Regions from separate parts of the Danio rerio genome. Here region 1 is linked to region 2. A link is a contact called in public Hi-C data. All regions are on one chromosome and are shown on one strand. The core of a region is the stretch at or near the end of the contact, and the rest is flanking DNA. Distances in the headings are between cores, read along the strand shown. Region 1 holds the start of ahr1b (aryl hydrocarbon receptor 1b). Region 2 holds the start of ftcd (formimidoyltransferase cyclodeaminase).

Evidence for each region. Hi-C and Micro-C count contacts between places; a contact is called where the count stands out from the background.
Region 1: a Hi-C map of hematopoietic stem cells shows a contact between it and region 2, with 2.2 times the contacts expected there. The contact joins the promoter of ahr1b here to the promoter of ftcd in region 2. A contact is called at or near these places in 1 of 18 Hi-C or Micro-C datasets (hematopoietic stem cells) and 1 of 4 datasets of contacts at active chromatin or transcription factors (embryo).

The regions. Positions count from the first base shown.
Region 1 is chr22:12,735,423-12,739,142 of GRCz12tu, forward strand. ahr1b (aryl hydrocarbon receptor 1b) reads right to left here and starts at 1,902. Exons shown (of 11, transcript NM_001024816.2): 1 at 1,395-1,902. The coding sequence starts at 1,435. It overlaps LOC141380186 (a long non-coding RNA gene), which reads left to right and starts at 2,136. Exons shown (of 2, transcript XR_012397807.1): 1 at 2,136-2,307; 2 at 2,431-3,720.
Region 2 is chr22:12,462,614-12,466,299 of GRCz12tu, forward strand. ftcd (formimidoyltransferase cyclodeaminase) reads left to right here and starts at 1,457. Exons shown (of 14, transcript NM_201077.2): 1 at 1,457-1,540. The coding sequence starts at 1,487.

The sequences.
Region 1 (3,720 bases), core at 652-3,151, 270 kb after region 2:
GCCTGTTGTGTTAATGGATTTGCATATTGTTGGGTCTGCACTGTTCTCAGGAATAATAATACATTTCAGTATTTGATTTAAGGGAAATTTGTGTGCACCTTTGTACAAAAAAACACTTTCGGGTCACCACCCTAGCGTAAAATCTGAATCCTGGTACACGCACACAGGCACGCACGTCACGTATACATGCAGAGATTATGAAATGTAATGGGCTGTTACTGTAAATAAGATTTCATTATGAATGAAACAATCACTGCAGACTGATGTGACTGTTTAAAGTTATGTACAGAAAATAAATAAATAACAATGTCAATAATAATTTATAAAAAAAAATAAATATATATAAGTTGCTTTGATTATTTTATGTAACAGCTATATAAACTTGATTTTAAAACTAGGTGGCATAACTGTTAATAATGAAGGTGTTTTAAAAGAATAGCATTAATTAATAATCAAATATATGAACATAATTGTGCACAACATAAATTCAAATTCCAGGGTAAATCTTGCAAGTTTATGTAAAATCATGTAATAAGTCAATTACTAAATAAAATTAAAACAATAATTCAAATAATAAAAAAAGATATATTAAAAATATATTATACAAATAATATATTTTGGTAACACTTTATAATAAGGTTGTATTAGTTATTGCATTTCCTTACACGAACAAAGAGTAAACAACACATTTATTCAGTTAATAAAAATACAATTAGTTCAAGTTAACTCGCAGTGCATTAACCAACGATAAAAAACATACATTTTTATTTTAATAAGCCATTAATAAACGTTGTACTATGATTAATATATGCTCTACAAGCACTGTTCATACATAGTTCATGTTAGTAAGTATATGAACTAATTTACAGGAATTTTGATATCATATTTTAAATAAAAGTGTGATAGCAAAAATAGCAATCACTTCACTCCGTACATTTTCAGAACAGCATTCCAGAGCACTAATCTGATATCTTTTGATATATTACAATTTAAGGCAGGAATTTTAATGTACATTCTTGTACATGGTAAAGAATAGAGCAGTAAAGCCTTATGTAAGCATATTATTACCAAGCGAGCAGTACTGAGAATTGGAATAGAACATTATTACGCACACAAATAACACAAAAAGCACTAATAATACTACCACGTTTGATTAACTGAAATGAAATAATAAAAGTACATATAAATATTTACTTCTGACAGACTGGCCTAAAGAGATTATATCCGACCAACATTACTGTTGTGAGTTTCTGAGGGAAAATACTAATAAACCACTAATTATCGCTAAATATTGGTTTGTTTTTGTATATAATGTCGGGCTACATGTTCTCTCAGAATCCAATATGCTACATTAATTCATCACACAGACACACACTTTTCTGTTAAACACTCACGTCCTTTGCACCGGTTTTCTTCTTTTTCGTCCCGCGTACATGTTTAAGGCGTCAATATGAGGAGTCCAAGTCTTCAGGTGAAATTAATTATAACAAATTATCAGAAACAGAAATCCTTCTAAATTAAGCAAAACAACCCCGTAAACAAATAAAATCTGATTTCATGCGCAGGTCGTTAGTGTTAAAATAATAATTATACTTGAAAAAATGCTTATAATAAATATAATATTGTATAAATTGTGCAAAAAAGGCACCCAAAATCTCAATATCACATAAAAGGAAACGCAAAGAGTGTAATTCCTCTTCAAATATATTTTAGCATTGATAAGAAGTGACAAGAAATCCTCTTCATCTTATTCGTCCCCAACAGTGCTGATGAGTTTGTAAACAAGCCTCCAAAGTCAAATGTTTGGCTAGAATAATACATTACACGTTATATTTACACAAATAAACCAAATCCCGCGTCATAATTTGTTCCAGCTTCGTGTCTAATTCATTTTTGGCCGAGCCGCTTCACTAAGTCCCCCCAACTGCGCGCTCTCGACATCGGTTTGAAGGGGCACGCGCATTTGGTTGACCAGGCAACCGGCACAGATTTGCGCAGGAGCGCGCGTAGAGCATCAGAGGCCACGGCTTAAAGGCAAAGGGGAAAAATCTCCTAGGATACAGAACGTCAGACTTTTTAACTCCTGTGATTGGTCAGCGGGGTTCAAAATTACGTTTCTATGCTTATGAATATTTATAACGAAATGTGATTTGCAGAAAGGCAGGCGTTGGCAAGTTGGCGCAACCAATCAGAGTAGGGAGGAGATATTGTTTATAAATATTAATGAGATTACACGCTGGATTCCCCAGGAAGGTTACCAAGAAACGCTCACACGCCTGATAAATATTAATTAGACTGCTGGACACAGTATGTTTGCTTTTCTTTTTTTAATCTGGTCAGCTTTTACACTTGATATTTAATACAAGGGCATTTTAAATAATGCTTGCCAAATTAAGATGTGTAAACACATTTTAAACATTAACTTTCAAGTAGGCCGACATTAACCCTTTCCCACTGAACATTGGACTTCTGATGGACGTCCAAAAGACATCTATTACCAACGGACGCAATATAGACATAGGCCTACATGCATGTTCGTCAGAGGTATGGTGGGTTAATTGTCTCACGAAGATTGCATTTCTTAACTCCTAATGTCGCTAGTTAACACTAATGCATTTTTTTCAACACATCACATAATTTCTAAAATATCAACCTCTACCACATCGTTGACAGGGGCGGAATTAAGGTAAGCGTCCACTTGGCCCAGTGAAATCTAAGGGTTCACAAAATAAATACCTAGAATAAATTATAACTATCATATTTTGTATGACGGGTGTCTAAAAAAATAAGTTTAATGTTTATTACACCGCAAATGGGCAAATGTGTCCCCCACCCTCAATAATGGATCAGTCAGCAGTTAAATTAGGTAGAGATTTAGTTTTAAAAGCGAAATAGTTCATAATTTTTAGTTGTGAATCCATTTTAAGAAAACAAATAATTGAAAAGGTTTACAAGCTGCTTACATGTTGTTATCATTATTCTGCATTAAGACAAAATGTAGAAAAGGAAATTGAGTGATATAAGAATAAAAACAGCAAAATATATTAAAATGAAATTAAAGAGAAAACGGTGTATTTTAGAATTTTCAGGCTCCATGGCCGGATGCTTATGACCCCCGAATCACTAAATCTGCCACTGTGGTTGACATGTCGGTTTATGGAAAGTACCGGAATTAATACATACACTATGGAAAAAAATCTGAAAATATGAAGTGTAAAATCAATTTATTTAAAGAATATTCAAAATAAAACATTTTTAAATGCTAAATCACCTTTATTTTTCGAAGTATGCCCTAAATATTTCAAATTCTCATTTAACATGATTTCTTGTTTTTTTCTTTTACAATAAAACCAAAAGTGTAGTAGTGCAACAGGATTTTGTATGTTTGATTTTTTATTTTTTTGTAAACCAACAATACTGTGCAGTGTAAACCATTATTTAAATTATTTAGTCATTTTTAAAATGACTTTAACAGTCATATTTTAAAACAGCGAAAATATAATCAACCATTTGGTAGAGCAAGTGGTTTAAGGGTTAAAGGGAAAAAAAAAGTTATTTAAATTTTGCTTTTAAATTTCTCAAGTTTAAATTAACCCTTATAATTTATAAAATAAAGAATTGCTATTCCACAGGCTATACAAAACAGACATCTCTGTTTACAGAAATTTACAAATAATTTCAAGGATTCTAATTACTATATAACAAATTTTTATAAAAAAA
Region 2 (3,686 bases), core at 207-2,706:
GTCCATATCTTTCTGCATACCTCTGATTATTGATAGCAACCTGTACCTATATTTGTCTATTGTAAACTCTGTTCATATACAACCTGTATACATATCAAGTGTAAAGTATTCCTAGAGCTTCACTTTTCCCACAAATTTTCATGTTACAGCCTTATTCCAAAATGGATTAGATTAATTTATTTCTTCACAACTTTACACGCAATCCGCCATAACGATAATGAGAAAAAAGATTTTTTGAAATTGTTGCAAATTTATTAAAATGAAAAAAAAAAAAACCTGAAGAATCACATGTACATCAGTATTGACAGCCTTTGCTGTGAAGCTTTAAATTGAGCTCAGGTCCATTCTGTGTCCACTGATCATTCTTAAGATGTTTCAGCAGCTTAATTAGAGTTCACCTGTGGGAAATTCAGGACACGATTTGAAAGGCTTACACCTGCCTGTCTAAGGTGCCAGGGTTGACAGTGCATGCTGTTAAATTATTATTTTTATTATTATTGCCACTTTAATTATTTTAAATATTTTATTTATTTATTTATTTTAATTACTTTTAATTATTTTATTTGAGCTACTCCTCCTAAAATGTTTTTTTTTTGCAAGTATTTTGACCACATGCAGACCCCATAAGCAACTATCTTCTGTTTTTTTGAACTTTACCCTCCTCACTCTTGCATAACATTGGTGTCACTTTAACAGGCGGGTGTATCAGACCTGTGTTCCATCCAAAAACACAGAAGGTCTAAATCTGTGCTCCTCCTTCAGCTCTTTGGCCTATTTCTGGATCAGTCATTAACAGACGTCCCAGCTTGGTCATGATGCAACTGTCTGGGTGCTTTTCAAGAGTCATTTATTAAACCGTCTGCTTTATCAATTCACAATTTACTTGTTACTACAGTACATACTGAAAGCCAAATCTCTGTCTATGATTAAAGGGATAGTGCACTCACAATTAAAAATTCTGTCATCATTTGCTCACCTTAGACTTCTTTCTAACGTTTACAACTTTCTTTCTTCTGAAAAACACAAAAGAAGATATTTTGAAGAATGATGAAAACCTGTAACCGTTGACTTCCATAGTATTTGTCTTTCCTACTATGGAAGATGAGGGTTTTTAGCTTTCTTTGAAATACCCTTATTAGTTTGTGTTCAACCAAAGAAAGAAACTCTTAATAATTTCTAATCACTTGAGGGTGAGTAAATAGTGAGTATATTAAATATTTTGGGTGTAAACAATCCATTTAAGCTTCAATCTTTGACCATTAATAAACCAACATTATTCAGGAGCCAGATTAAAAACGTCCCCAAACAATGTTTGACGGCGACCCCTCTCCAAAAGCGTTTATCTGTGAAGACAGGGGAATCATTAAATGACCTGAATCCAGTCCAAGAGACGGGTTAATTATTCAAAACACATGCATGCCGCCCGCTTTAAAAGTTCAACTTTAGGGTCAGTATTGAAGTGTGTGTGAGGAAAGCTCTTGCAGTCATGGCTAAACTGGTGGAGTGTGTACCTAATTTCTCAGAGGGACGTAACAAGGAGGTAAGATTAACATTGATGTACTGTATATTTGCACAACTGACAAAACTAATTGGCCATTAATATAAACAACAACAGTGTTGAGGAAAATATACTGGTTAAAACAACAAAGATATCATATTTTGTCATATATTTCATATCATTATTGTCACTGTGTAAACAGCAAATGCATATATTGTGATGTTGTGCATTTTAAAAGCATAGTTCCCTCAAAAATGTAATATTTACACACACTCAAGTGTTTTTCGGTTCCACTTTATATTAAGTTGTCTTTACTAATATGGACTTACACTGAAATTAATCATTTGTTACAGTGTACTTATTGTGTAAATACATGTTTTTACAATGTACTTAAAATTGATTAAAAAACTATTACATCTGTAATTAAATTTTAAATTATACTGTTACACCTTAACCTATCACTAAACCTAGCCATACTACCAAACCTGTCCAGAACGTGATCTGTATCCCACGTCAATATACTATAAACAAAGTAAGTACATTGTATTTATTTTTTGATGTAAGTGCCTAGAAGTTAAGGCCACTTATAAAGTGGGAACTTTTTATGAATTTCCTTCTTCTGTTGAACACAAAATAAAATATTCTGAAGAATGTTGGGAAAACACACTTTAATAAAACAATACCATGAACATTAGTTTTTTTTTTCCAGTATTCTTCAAAATATCTTCCTTTGTGTTCAACAGAAGAATGAAATTCAAACAGGAAGTTTTAGAGGAAGAAAAAATGAATAAACTGAATTTTCATTTTTGGGTGAATTTTCAGCCAATTTTAAATATTCAGCCTTCAGGACTTGCAAATGTACTGCGTTTGGAAAACATGCAACTAGAAAAACACTAACAAACTGAGAAAACATCACTTTTCAATACATGCAAATACAGAAACATGCTGCAAATAGTGCAGATCACAACAGAAAAGGTGACAAACCTGGCTGCTTCCTGTTTAGAGTCATCTGTGTTGTAGTAGATCTTAGAGGTCAGTTTTTGGTTTATTTTAACATCCGAATCATATAATTTATAGTTGTTTGAATATTTTTAGCTCAAGTAATCGGATGAATTGTCAATTAATGTTAAATGAAATGCTATGCTAGTGCTACGAGTTAGCAAGATTTTCTCTCAGAACTAAAACATACAAACAACAAAAAAGTACAACTAGGATAAGCAAAAATCTTCATTTAGTGGAGAGGAAGGGAGTAATATCAAATGTAAACAAAGGATAGGAGGAAACAAGCTTTCCCGCACTTTCACTCCATGTGGTGTGGAGGCAAATATCTGACTGTGTGTTTACACCCAGTGTTTGTATTGTCCTTATGTGGAGACATCAAAGTGTCTGAGGTATCTTAAACCTTACAACAGGTTTTGTGAATAAATGACTTTTAAAACTCAGATTTACTACGTTAAAATTGTTGAGGATGTTAAGATTGTTTTTTTTCCATTACCATGATGTACACAGTAAATGATTTTGTCCTTTGGGAACTGATTGGATCATAGGAAGATAGCCGTTACTAACAAAATGGAGGAAGAAGTTTTTGAGAATTACTGTCCACAGGAATCACCGTCAGGACCCTCTGGTTTTCAGATGCCTGATAATTACGTGGCAGAGCTCAATTTTACAGATGTCGGATCAAGATAAATTTAAGCCACAGATATGAGGCAAAAAACACTCGGTATAGCCCCACCCTAAATGACTCATAGCCTCCCCTAAAATGAATGATAGCTCCCCCAAGGACTGATAGTCCTGCTCTAAATGACTGATCTGGTAGCCCACCTTATATTACTGATATCTCGACCACAAAAGACTGATAGCCCCACCCAATAAGACTGATATCAGTGCTCTAAATAACTGATATCCCCACCCCAAATGATTGGTATTCCCACTCCAAAGGACTGATTGTCCCGCCCTAAATGACTGATCTGATAGCCCATCCTAAAGGATGAATTATACTTCTTTGTCAAACACAGGTGCGTGGATGCATAGCCATCGCCGTTGGCAACGCTGACGTGTGCCTCCCAAAAAATGTAACGCATAGCGCAAGCTCTGTCATTGGTCCGCTTGGTAGCACTGACGAGTGTGAGTGGGGGTGAGAGCCGTGCAAGCCCGATGCAGCAAGTGTTTACAAGTGTCGAGTCCC